Linked DNA regions of Sus scrofa: region 2 is linked to region 1. Evidence: chromatin contacts called from public Hi-C data. All regions are on one chromosome and are shown on one strand. The core of a region is the stretch at or near the end of the contact, and the rest is flanking DNA. Distances in the headings are between cores, read along the strand shown. Region 1 overlaps DAB2IP (disabled homolog 2-interacting protein). Region 2 overlaps TTLL11 (tubulin polyglutamylase TTLL11).

Evidence for each region. Hi-C and Micro-C count contacts between places; a contact is called where the count stands out from the background.
Region 2: a contact with region 1 is called in a Hi-C map of skeletal muscle, with 2.9 times the contacts expected there. The contact joins two enhancer-like sites. A contact is called at or near these places in 2 of 47 Hi-C or Micro-C datasets (embryonic fibroblasts and skeletal muscle) and 1 of 2 datasets of contacts at active chromatin or transcription factors (skeletal muscle).

The regions. Positions count from the first base shown.
Region 1 is chr1:261,841,732-261,847,455 of Sscrofa11.1, reverse strand. It overlaps DAB2IP (disabled homolog 2-interacting protein), which reads right to left. Exons shown (of 18, transcript XM_003353636.5): 11 at 4,346-4,547; 12 at 2,340-2,518; 13 at 1-297. Among named protein-coding and RNA genes, the nearest start is that of DAB2IP, 110 kb to the right of the region's middle. Within about 2 kb of position 4,180, at least 1 of the 83 cell types and tissues checked has an H3K27ac peak or open chromatin away from gene starts, as enhancers often do. A contact at or near this core is called in skeletal muscle, where this site is marked.
Region 2 is chr1:262,110,012-262,115,963 of Sscrofa11.1, reverse strand. The region is part of intron 4 of TTLL11 (tubulin polyglutamylase TTLL11); the gene reads left to right. Among named protein-coding and RNA genes, the nearest start is that of TTLL11, 92 kb to the left of the region's middle. Within about 2 kb of position 4,308, at least 16 of the 83 cell types and tissues checked have an H3K27ac peak or open chromatin away from gene starts, as enhancers often do. A contact at or near this core is called in skeletal muscle, where this site is marked.

The DNA.
Region 1 (5,724 bases), core at 2,931-5,430:
ACTGGGGCTGCCCGGGCCGGCCACCCAGCCACCAGCTGAGCGGTGGGCACCTGCCCATCGGCGGCGAGGGCGTCGGGGCCTGCTGGGGAGCCCGCCTCCCCGTCCAGCGCGCGGGCATCTTGGAGGTCCACCATGGACAGGCTCTTGCCACCGTTGGCCATCTGAAGATCGGGCTCGTTGGCTTCCGAGTAACTCGAGCTGCGGGCAGGTGAGGGCTGGACCCCGGAGGACCTTGTGACAAAAAACAAGTCCTTGTTTTCGGGGGTTGGAGACGGTAACCGGGTGAAATCTATCAGACTGCAGGGAGACAAGCACACACAGGGAAAGAAGGGGGAAGAGAAAAACTGTGAATGTGGCCGAGGCGGTCCCGACTGACAGCCCCCACCAACCTGCCGCCCAGCAGCCTGAGCCAGGGTTGGGGAGCGGGGGGAGGGGAGGGAAAGCGGGGGAGAGGAGGTGCAGAGGTGGCAAGAGTGGGAGAGTCCTGGGGACCAGTGGCCCGGCCGCAGAACCAAACCACAGCTGGGGCAGCTGACCCTGGAAGAAGCCACCACGAGGGCCGAGGCAGCTCCTCCACAGAACCTCTGCTCTAGGAGCCAGTGCTGCCAGCGCCAGGCCAAGCTGCTTGGCAGGCCTGTCCCCTGCTCGGCTGCATCTTGGGGCCGTGAGTTCTGGGGCCTGGAGTGTTCTGGAAAATTCCCCTTAGCTAAACCCAAACCCAAAACGCAGTGGCTCTCTGCCCTCCAAGCATCCTGCACTGAGAACCCCAACTTCAAAGCCACAAAGGTTCTGCCTCTTCTCTCTTGTTCCTAATCAGACTGATAACCTGAGTGGGGGCCTGCACTGAGCAAAGCCTCTTGCTGAAGCCTCCTGCTGCCACCCCTTGTCTGACTGGCAGGCGGGGGCTGGAGCTTCTGGCAAAAACAAGGAGTCAGGAGGATCCTCCAGGAATGACTCAGGCAGGGAGGGTCTGCACCTGCAGTGGCCCCCCCCAAAGAGGTCTTCCGGCCCCACTCCGGACCCCACCTGGAAGCCAGCTCCTTGCAAGAAGGCACGTGGTGGGGCCAGGTGGGCTTTGGAGGAAGGGATGTGGGGGGAACAGGGCTCAGTGTGGGCGGGAGGCAGCAAGAACTTATGGGTTCGGCGTGGGCTTGGTATAGAGTATGGCTTAGCCTGGGCTGGAAGAGGAAGTGCCAGGCCCCAAGTGATGGGACTTAGGCAGGCAGGCTGCGACCACCAGGGCCAAAGCACTGGTGGGCTGAGAAGTGGACAAGAGCAGCAGGTGGAGCTGGGAGAAACCCAGACCAACCATGAGCCTGGCCATCCTGCCACATGCCGCGTCAGGTCTCTTAAGAACCCATGTGCCCAGCCACCTCTAGGGCAAAGCAGGTCCCCATCTGAACTCTTGCTTTGCTTCATTTGAAAGGCTGTATGAACAGCCCCCCTCAAGACTCAGAGGGATGCGGGAAGGGTGTCAGGTCTCCGCATCTCCGGCCTCCTGCTGGGCCTCCAGTCCCACGCGCCACACCCCAGGCCCTGACTCAATGCCCTTGCCTGCTAAAAGCCTGCTGCTGCTGCTGCTGCCACCAGCCCAGAGTCAGACAGCTCCCACCTCTGCTGCTCCAGCCTCATGCCTGCTAGCAGGTCCCAGATGGCCCTGGGAGAGGAGCGGAAGGTATGATGGGACATGACAGTCCAGTGTATATGCCAGGGCTTTTGAAGGAATGTCCTTATTTTGATGTCAACACTTGAGAACACTTGCCTTTCCCTCCACTGTGTGTACATGTGCTTGATTTACAGGCTCTTGCCCCAGGGCTGGGGGCTCAGGGGGCTGGGCCTCAGCATCTCTCTAGTTTCTGGGGCTCCTGGTCTCTAAGCCTTGCAGAGTCACCTGAGCACCTCCTGAAAACATATACCCTTGTGCACCACTTGTGGCGATTATGATTCACGTATAGGAAATATGAGGAAACAGGTATTTTTAACTCACAAACCAGTGATGCACAAGTGGTGGGGAACCGTAATTGTTCTTCAACAGAAGGTGTCGTTTCTCTAGGCTTTGTTTGTGCTGGTCCCTATACCTAGAATGTCTTTTCTACTAATGGAAATGTTACTTTTCCAAAAAAGCTCAAAACTGTAGCACCACCTCCTCCAGGAAGCCTTCTCTGATTTTTCCCAAATAGAAGTTCACTATTTGAACATCACTTAGGGCCTGCAGAACACAGTGAGTCTCATCCGGCTTGTTTTATAAACACCTGTGGAGGTATCCTCCTCCCCAAATGAGAACGCAGATGGGCTTACCGGTAAACCCCACAACTCGAGGCGTGCCTGACAATTCTTACCCAGAGAGATCGTTCTCAATCACCATCTTCTGAAGTCCAGCTGAGATGCTGCTGCTGCCAGAGCCAGGCGTGGAGGCCAAGTCGTTGGTCCCTGTGAGCTGCCCACTGCCTGGGGTGCTCAACGCTGTGTGGACGTCCCTTAGGATTCGTGGCAGAGGCCCCAGTTTGGATACAATGCTCTGCAAAGACAGAGCAACAGGCAGGTGTGATCCACTGCAGCCACTGTGTTCGAAAGTGCTGAGTCGTCAGAAATGCAGGCCCGCCGCCCTGCCCTGCAGTCAAATCCAGCAGGTCTGGGAAGCGGGGAATGAGCCTCAAATTACATTCCTACCAGTTCCTCAGACATTTCTGGGACAAGACGGGAGGTCCACGGGGAGAAATGCTCACCTTGTCCAAACCCTCCACCCTCACTGGTCCCAGAGAGGAAAGGCCACGGGGGACCCCAGAAGTTCCCCACCTACACCTCCCACTGGAGAGGCTTCTGGGACACTGCCCCATCAAGTCACCTACTCCACAGGGTGGGCTGGACCCACCTTAACACCTGAGTCCCCATGGCGATGGCCCAGGCATGGAGCAGGCACCACTAGACAGATTACAAATGGCTGGTCAGGCACAGCGTAGTGACTGGGCTCATCTGAACCTCACTGCCCTGGTTCAGACTGTGGTGCTAAAGGTTCTAGGCCGGGGAAAAGGGACTCTGCCTTCACCTGCTTAACGCCCGGCTTCCACCTAGGGTTTTGTGCAAAAAGAAATAACTCACATGGTCAAAAGAGAAGAGACGTGAGCGGCCAACAGCTCAATTTTAAATTCTGCTTCAACGCTGTCAGCTGTGACGGCTGCTGACCGTCTTCCCTACCTCTTGCCTGGCCACACAGATATGGAGGACGGTGGCTGGCACAGGGGCTAAGTGGTGACAGCAGAGTGACCAGTGCTGGCAGCAGTGGAGGAAAGGGACTTGACCTCATTTCCATTTCTCCCTCCTGGGTCTCTTGCAGCCAAAGGGCAACAGACATAAAGGAACAGAAATGACTGCAACAGCATCTGTTTGTAGTGAAAAAGCTGGGACTGATCTGAGTGTCCAGAGACATAAACGGTGCAGTCATATGACTGGACAGCCTGTGGCCATTAGAAAGGTCACAGTGAAGATGCAGCATGTACTGTGGTGGAAAGACGCCCACAACAGAGAAGTGAGAAATGCACATGGCACGCACAGTTCTCCCTTTAACAAAAAGGGAAAGAACTCTGCCTATGTGTACTTAACATATGCACAGATATATCCAGAAGGCTGAACACCAGAGAGCCCTGAGTGGTCACCTGTAGGGATGGGACAGGAGTAGGGAGCCTTCCAGCCCTGCCTCAGCAGTAGCTACTTTTGTAAGATGATCTCAGAGCCCTGGGAAGCAACAGATGCTCTGGATGTGGATCCTGGGAGGCCCAGCCCTTGCTGCCAAGAACCTGTTGGGTGTGGGCTGGGGCCACTGGGGGTAGTGGAGCCCCAGGCCACAGAGGCTCCCCTCCAGGTGGCTGCAGCAAGGTCGGGGGGTCTAGGAAATAACCATTTCAGCTGATGGTCAAGGGCAGTTCTGGAAAGGTTTGTAATATCCTGCCTGACATGTTGAGGTGCAGTATCTTCAGAGTCTATCTTTTTCATATCAGCGAACTTAAAACCCAGAGCAAAGACATTTTCGGAGAAGCAGCTAAATTCGATCACATTTCTTACAGGTAGGGAGCACACCTTCACCCGTGGACTCCACCCACGTGATGCAGTGTGCGTGCAGACACAGCTGCAGCCCCAGCACACAGAGTGGGCTCTCCGGGCGAGTGGACATAGCGCCCCCTCCAAGGAAGTGGCCCCAAGATCCCCTGGTGTCTGCCGACAGGGCTCGGGCAGGGCTGCTGATCCACGCCACACAGGTGACCCCTCTGACCTCTGTGGTTACGCTGTGGGAGGAGGCGCAGCCTCCAGCGCCCCCTCTGCCCTGTCTCGGCCCTGTGCGGATAGGCACCTGCTCCAGCTGGCTGACGGCCTCCCAGAGCAGCGAGTGCAGGCTGGAGAGCTCACGGCCCAGGTCGATGTAGCCCTCGAAGCCAGCTGTGTTGGAGATGGTCTCCGGGTTGGAGATCTCCAGCAGGAAGCGCTGCATGTTGGTCCACTCGTGCTCCAGGAACTGGTTCATGAACGACATGTACTCCTCCTTGCTGCCAAATCTGGAAGTGGAGCAGACAGGCTAAGCGCCCTGGGCCCCGCCCAGGAAGCCCCTTCTCTGAGACCCTCACCTCCTCAGCTCCCACCCCTCCCCGCCATTCGCTCCCCAGCCAACTAGTCCACTCTGACTTGGGGTCCTCCTTCCTCATGGGACCTGGAATGCTCCGCGGCCCTCGCTCCCCATTCGCTGCCGGTCACAGTCTCCATCCTCTTCCCCCGATGGTCAACGGCCTGGGGGCAGATGGCTCTCAATCCAGGCCTGGCCAGGTCTCTCTGCTCAGCTTTCAGACACGTACTCCGTGGGCACCTCCCTGTGTCCTCAGCTTGGGCAGACCTGAGGTCGCCCCCGTCACCCCGCACTGGCCCCCTCCTCTAGGACTCGCTATCCCCAGTGTAGATGCTACAAGCCTGGCGGTGGTCAGTCAACTCCTCCTTCCTCCTCCCCCACAACTGGCCGAATTTATCTTCTAATCACCCTGACCCTGCGGCCACCCTGACCTAATACTGCCGCCGCTGTGCTTTTACGGGAACCACAGCTTTGCTCTCCTCCCAGCCTCCTGGCTGCCAGTCCCGCTCCTTCTACCTCCCCTGCCCCACTGCTGCCAGGCTGACCTCTGCAGGACCCAGGACAGGTGAGGGTCATCTTCTCCCCTTGCTCAAAGCCCTCTGGCAGCTCCCAATGTCCTTCAAGTCCCTGCTGTCCCCTTGGGTCTCATCTGCCCCTCCCCCCAGCAGGCACCTGACAATTCAGAACACGTATGGTGCCCAGTGCCTCCTGTACACAGCCCTCCCGGGCCTGCCTGCCTCTGTTCCTGCTGCCTTTCGCCCTAACACGCAGCTGGGGGAGCTCGTCTTCTAAGAGACCACCCTCTTTCCTCTCCGGGGAAGCTTAGGACCTCCTACGAGGCCGGGTCCCTCTCCGTCACGGCTCTCTCCTCTGTTGACATGCCGGCTCCAACAGGGAGGGGACCAGGTGTGAGTCACAGCCCAGCATGTCTCCACACCTCATGAGAGCGACTGGTTGACCCGACCCTTCTGTTCTCACCCACTGGCTTCAAGGGGCAGTGGGAACACAGGTGCTTCATGAGCAAAGACGTCCTTGGCAGCATTGGACAAGGACAGTTGGAAACAAGCCGAGAGCCCGACCACAGGGGACGGGTTAGGGAGACAAGGGCCCTT
Region 2 (5,952 bases), core at 3,059-5,558, 270 kb before region 1:
GTAAAAGTGCCTTATTACGGGTGATGTTCACTTTAATCATTTGGTTAAGGTGGTGCCTGCCATATTTCCACTGAAAAATGACTGTTTTCCTCCCTTCTAATTAACACAAGTATCTTGTGGGAAGATGCTTTAAGACGATGTACTATCCTGTTACTCTTCAGATTTTCACCCTCTAGGTTTACCCTCTGTTAATGATTCTTGCCTGACTCAGTTATTCTTGTGACGGTTGCCAAATGGTGAGGATTTAATCCCACCATTCCTCTTCTACATGTGTTCCTTGAGTTTCTACTGCAAGGAAGAATTTTGCCTTCTCATTTATTTATATGTGTATGTATGCCTATTTAGTGTCGGCTTATAGATTCTTATTTTTTCAATGGATTATAATCCTTTACTGCCATTATTTTTGCTTCTTCTTTTTTTTTCCTTTTTTTTCTTTTTAGCAAAAAAAGAAAAAAAATAAACCCTATACACTGCCGCACCCTCGGCATATGGAGGTTCCCGGGCTAGGGGTTGAATTGGAGCTACAGCTGACAGCGTATGCCACAGCCACAGCCATGCAGGATCTGAACTGAGTCTGTGACCTACACCACAGCTCACAGCAACACCAGATCCTTAACCCACTGAGCGAGGCCAGCGATTGAACCCTCAACTTCAAGGTTCCTAGTGGATTCATTTCTGCTGTACCATGACAGGAACTCCTACTATCATTATTTATTTTGATGTTCAAAATCTCTAAGATTTGGCCAGTGGAGCCCTGGGTCCTTTTAGCAGTCCCTGCCCCTCTTTTGAGCACCCTCTTCCTTTTGCCCCAATGAGATGTTCCAGGCTTTTCTTTGTATGTTCTCTGCCCCAGCCTTGCAATCGCCCACATCCCCACAAAGCCCTAATTTCTACGGTGGGGGCCAAGTGCGCTCATTGCCACAGGGCTGGCATTCCAGTGCTCTCGCCACAGGGCTGGCATTCCAGCACTCTTCTCCTTTTATAAAAAATGTCTTGTGACATTCTCCTCACTATCCTGAAATGAAACAAAAATAAACCCTATACACAGGGTAAAAGACAAACAAATTCATCCCAAATATTCCCTAGAAGAGAAATTAGGAAAAAGTGCTTTATGTTCTATGTTTCAATAAGCAAATACTCTGGCAGTGTCGCACCAAAAGACATAATGAAGTGGCCAAAGGCCTGCACCCACCTGAAATGAATAAATTTGGACATATGAAAAGTAAGACAATTTGATTAAACATTATGGCCTCTCTATCTCTATAAAATATATACACATACATATATATGTCATATGTATATATATACATAGACATTTCTTTTTTTTTTTTTTTTTTTGTGTGTCTTTTTGCCATTTCTTGGGCCGCTCCCATGACTTATGGAGGTTCCCAGGCTAGGGGTCGAATTGGAGCTGTAGCTGCCAGCCTACGCCAGAGCCACAACAACGCAGGATCCAAGCCGCGTCTGCAACCTACACCATAGCTCACGGCAACGCTGGATCGTTAACCCACTGAGCAAGGGCAGGGACCGAACCCGCAACCTCATGGTTCTAGTCGGATTCGTTAACCACTGCGCCACGACGGGAACTCCCTAGACATTTCTTTATTTTTGATATTTCAAGCTAATTTTCATATGTAATCACTGCACATGGTGTGGGCGACTCAGATACCATAAGCCATCATGTCATCAGTGATGTGCCACCTTTGAAATTTTGAACAGCTCTTAAGAAAATTCCAGGAAAAAAAGGGCAAAGTGTAATTTTCTCTCTGTTGGCATGGCTGTTGCATCCCTGGAGAATTCTGATGCTCAGTTTAAATTATGTAGAAAATTCTTTATGTTTGCATTTGACGTGGAGTTGGGGGCGGTCTTCGTGTTAGCTATTAATAGGTTTCTCACTCCACGACTGCCCAGCGCATTGCAGTTAGTCCGCCCACCAAATACTCTCCATTCACTGTGATGAGCAGAAATCCTCCCAGAAATTTCCAGAGCCCTCCCTAGGTGGCAGTACCAGCCTCCCTGAGAACCGTGGATCCATCTATAGGAAACAGAAACATTTTCATCTCTCTTCCTTCAGAAACACAAATCCTGTTACATTGCCTGAAGGCGTTTGATTTTTAACTTTCCAGAGTTGCGTCTAACGTTACAGTTTCCTTGATTCCCACCTTACTTTCGGAACGAGGACGACGCCAATCTGCTCCCCTGGTGGTGGGGGAAGCAGCTCCAGCCTACTGCCCTGGGAGGTCAGAGCGAGCACGCTGGGAGGGTGTCCACGCAAGGGAGGAAGGTCTCTGCCTAAAATGGGCAATTTTGAGTTCCCTCGTGGCCTAGCAGTTAAGGGTTTGACACTGTCACTGATGTGGCTTGGGTCACTGCTGTGGGTGAGTGTTTGATCCCTGGCCCAGGAACTTCTGCATGTCTTGGGTGCGGCCAAAAAAAAAAAAAAAAAGTCAAGGGATTTCCTGTTGTAGCTTGGCGGTAACAAACCTGACTAATTATCCATGAGGATGCAGGTTCAATCCCTGGCCTCCCTTAATGGGTTGAGGGATCTGGCATTGCTGTGAGCTGTGGTGTAGGTCACAGATGAGGCTCGGATCTGGCATTGCTGCATCTGTGGCGTAGGCTGGCAGCTGCAGCTCTGCTTCGACCCCTGGCCTGGGAACTTCCATTTGCTACAGGTATGGCCCTAAAAAGCAAAAATTTTTTTTTTTAAAAAAGGGCAGTATTTTTCTAGGCAGTTCATTCCCCTTGAGACTGCTCTAAATTTTAAAATATTCCTGAGTTGAGACCTTTCTAGCTGTATCTCATCCTCCTGTCCCGTCCCCCTGGATGCGACCTGGCCTGGCCCTCTTGGTCCCATGGATGTGTTACGTTCCCCTTAGACCCTATGACAGCCTTTCAGAAATTTCAAAGTTGTGTCCACATCTCCTGAGCTCTCAGTCTCTGGTGTTGTACTTGGCACTGAGATTATTATGATAAACTTGCTGCTGGACGTAGTTCTTGTCCTTACACAGCTTTTGGTGTGGTCGGAAGGCAAGTACTACGCAAGTATAGACAAACGAGCGGAGGCTCAATAGCCTCCTTTCTGTTTCCAAAGTGGTCTAGAGGGAAAACCTGGGTTCTGGAGCCGGCCACGCTTACACTGAGAGTGTCCTCAGCTATGCGTATGGCCTGGCACTGTTTCTGCACCCTCTGAGCCTTGTTCCCTCCTCTCTAAAATTCAGACACGACTCTGCCCCATAGGGCTGCTGGCTGATGAACACAGAGAGAGGATTAAATAAGAACGCTGTTCTGACTCCTCACTCTCCCGACACTGATGTCAAGAGATGGTCGTTTCTTCCTCTTGTTCTTTTCCTTCCCACTGGGTGACATAGTTGAAGCAACTTGTAGATATTTAGAAAGGGCTTACAGCTCAGAATACAATGATTTATCAAAGTCACTCAGGCTTATCTCTGCTGCTCTTAACCGCTGTTAGATAACCACGGGATGCTTTCCAAAGTATCCCAGCAACACCCTAACAAAGAATCCTGCCTGTTTGGATTAAGTTGAAGGTAGAAAGGAAGTGGTCTCTCCGATGAACTTTTGTGTGCTTAATGTCATCATACATATCGACTCAGGTCACCCTTGACTAATGTCACCACATCACCGTCTCTCTCTCTCTTTTTTTTTTTTTTTTTTTGGCTTTTTAGGACTGCACCTGTGGCATATGTAGGTTCCCAGGCTAGGGGTTGAATTGGAGCTACAACTGCCAGCCTACACCACAGCCATAGCAACACCAGATCTGAGCCACATCTGTGACCACAAGCTCATGGCAATGCCAGATCCTTAACCCACTGAGCAAGGCCAGGGATCGAACCCACCACCTCATGGTTCCTAATTGGATTCGTTTCTCCTGTGCCACGCCAGGAACTCCCATCACCATATCTTATACATTGAAATTTTTAGTTGGTCCACGTTATTATACTTGTGATTTCTGCTGGTGTCTTCCAAGTACATTATAATTTTAAAGCATTCCCTGGCCATGCAAGTGTGGGAAATCCTGGACCCGAGAGGTTTATTCTAATCCTCAGTTGATGGATGACAGCATCGGTGCTGTAGTGTAACACATACCCTACTATTTCTTACACATGTCTCGCTAGGCTGTTTGGTTTATGGGATTGTATCCTGAGATCCTGAAATGCTGTCCTGTGGAGGTTGTAGCATCGCTGTCCTGACATGATGGGTCAGGTGAGGCATCCCCTAGACAGGGTGGTCCTTCTCATGTCAGTGTCAGGCGATCTCTTGGCTGAGCCTCCGAGGAATCTGGCTGTGCTCCCAGGTCATGGGAAAACACTGTCTTCTGCCATCCACAGTCACACTGAAGAGCCCTGTCATGCTGGGATGAGCGTGTCTGTAAACAGAATGATCTTGTCGTTCTTCTCCGTGTTTATTTCCCTTCTGCTCTGAGTCATTAATAAAGTCTTTTAGAGTCTGGTTTCTTCTGGACTCTGGGGAACTGGGGAGAGCTGGAGCCCATGCTTGGTTCAGAGCATTAAAGGGGATCAAACCCCCTTAAAGGGCCTCTGCCGCCCCTCTGTGACTTGTAAGGAGGCAGGGAAGTGTCCTTACAGGAGACCACTGAGGTCAGAAGGGGGCACTGGGCCAATATTGCTGGTGAGCCCATCTGAGAGCTTAGCCAAAGGTCCTGTTGTCCAGTGGCCACCTGCTACCATTGAAAGATAGCTGGGAGGCAAACAGACAGTGTTTATTTAAAGAAAAGTGGCTTACAGAGCGGGCCTTCAGCGGCACAGTGGGAGTTCCTTTGTAAAACTCAGCCCAGCCTGGCTTCCAACCTTCACACTCATTTAGAATGCCCACAGAGCCCCATGGCGATCAAAGGCACGTAGAGGTAATTCCTTGCATGTCAACACCTTCATGCTTCTCCTTGAAATGTAAACCAGCAGTTGAAATCCTGGGGCTTGCAGGAGATCCTGTTGTCACTTCGCTGATGTAAATGACCAGCCCTTCCTGCACAGACACTTGGCTGCCCAGCCAGGTTCTCAGAGGGGATTGGCTTCTTGGCTTGTTGGTTTCCATCCAGATCTCTACTGGAACTCTCACCCAGCAGCAGCAGCAGCACACTGGCCACCTTGAGCCGGGGTACCTGGTGACAGGCCGTACCAGTGGTAGTTAGGGCAGCAAGTGCCCAAGTTCATGGCCTTGATCCCCAAGTCATCTCAGACTTTCCTGCCTCGCTCACTCTTGCTGTTTACTATTTTTGCCTTCCTCATGTTCTGACTCATCACTTCCTAACTGTTTGACTCACAGGTCACCTGACTTCTCTGAACCTCCAATCTTTTGTTTGTAATAGTATTAAAAACAATATCATGCAGGTATGCAAAAGATACTAAGAATAAAACAAAAAAAAATTAGGGCAAGATAAGTGAAGTTGGTCAAAACGTGCAAACTTCCAATTATAAAACAATTAAGTCTTGGGGTTATAATGTACAGCATGGTGATTGTCGTTAGTATTATGGTATTGGATATTTAGAAGCTGCTGAGAGAGCAGGTCTTAAAAAGTTCTCATCTCAAGGGAACAAAAAATCGTAACTATGTAAGGTGGCAGATGTTAGCCAGAGTTATTGTGGTGATCGTTTTGCAATATGTACAAATACCAAATCATTATGTCCTACATCTACAGCTAGTACAAACGTTATATGTGAATTATATCTCAATTTTTAAAAAAGCTTATAAGTAGGGAATTTAAGAAATGATAGCTAATAAACTGAAAATCTGACAGTAGTCCCTACTGCTCAAAAAAAGATAATAAAAGATAATATATCTAACACTCAGTACATGCCCAGCACCATTTTTTTTTTTTTTTTTTTTTTGGCTGTACCCTGGGCAGGCTCAGGATTGAACCTGAACCACAGCAGTGATCTGAACCTGTGACAACACCAGATCCTTAACCACTAG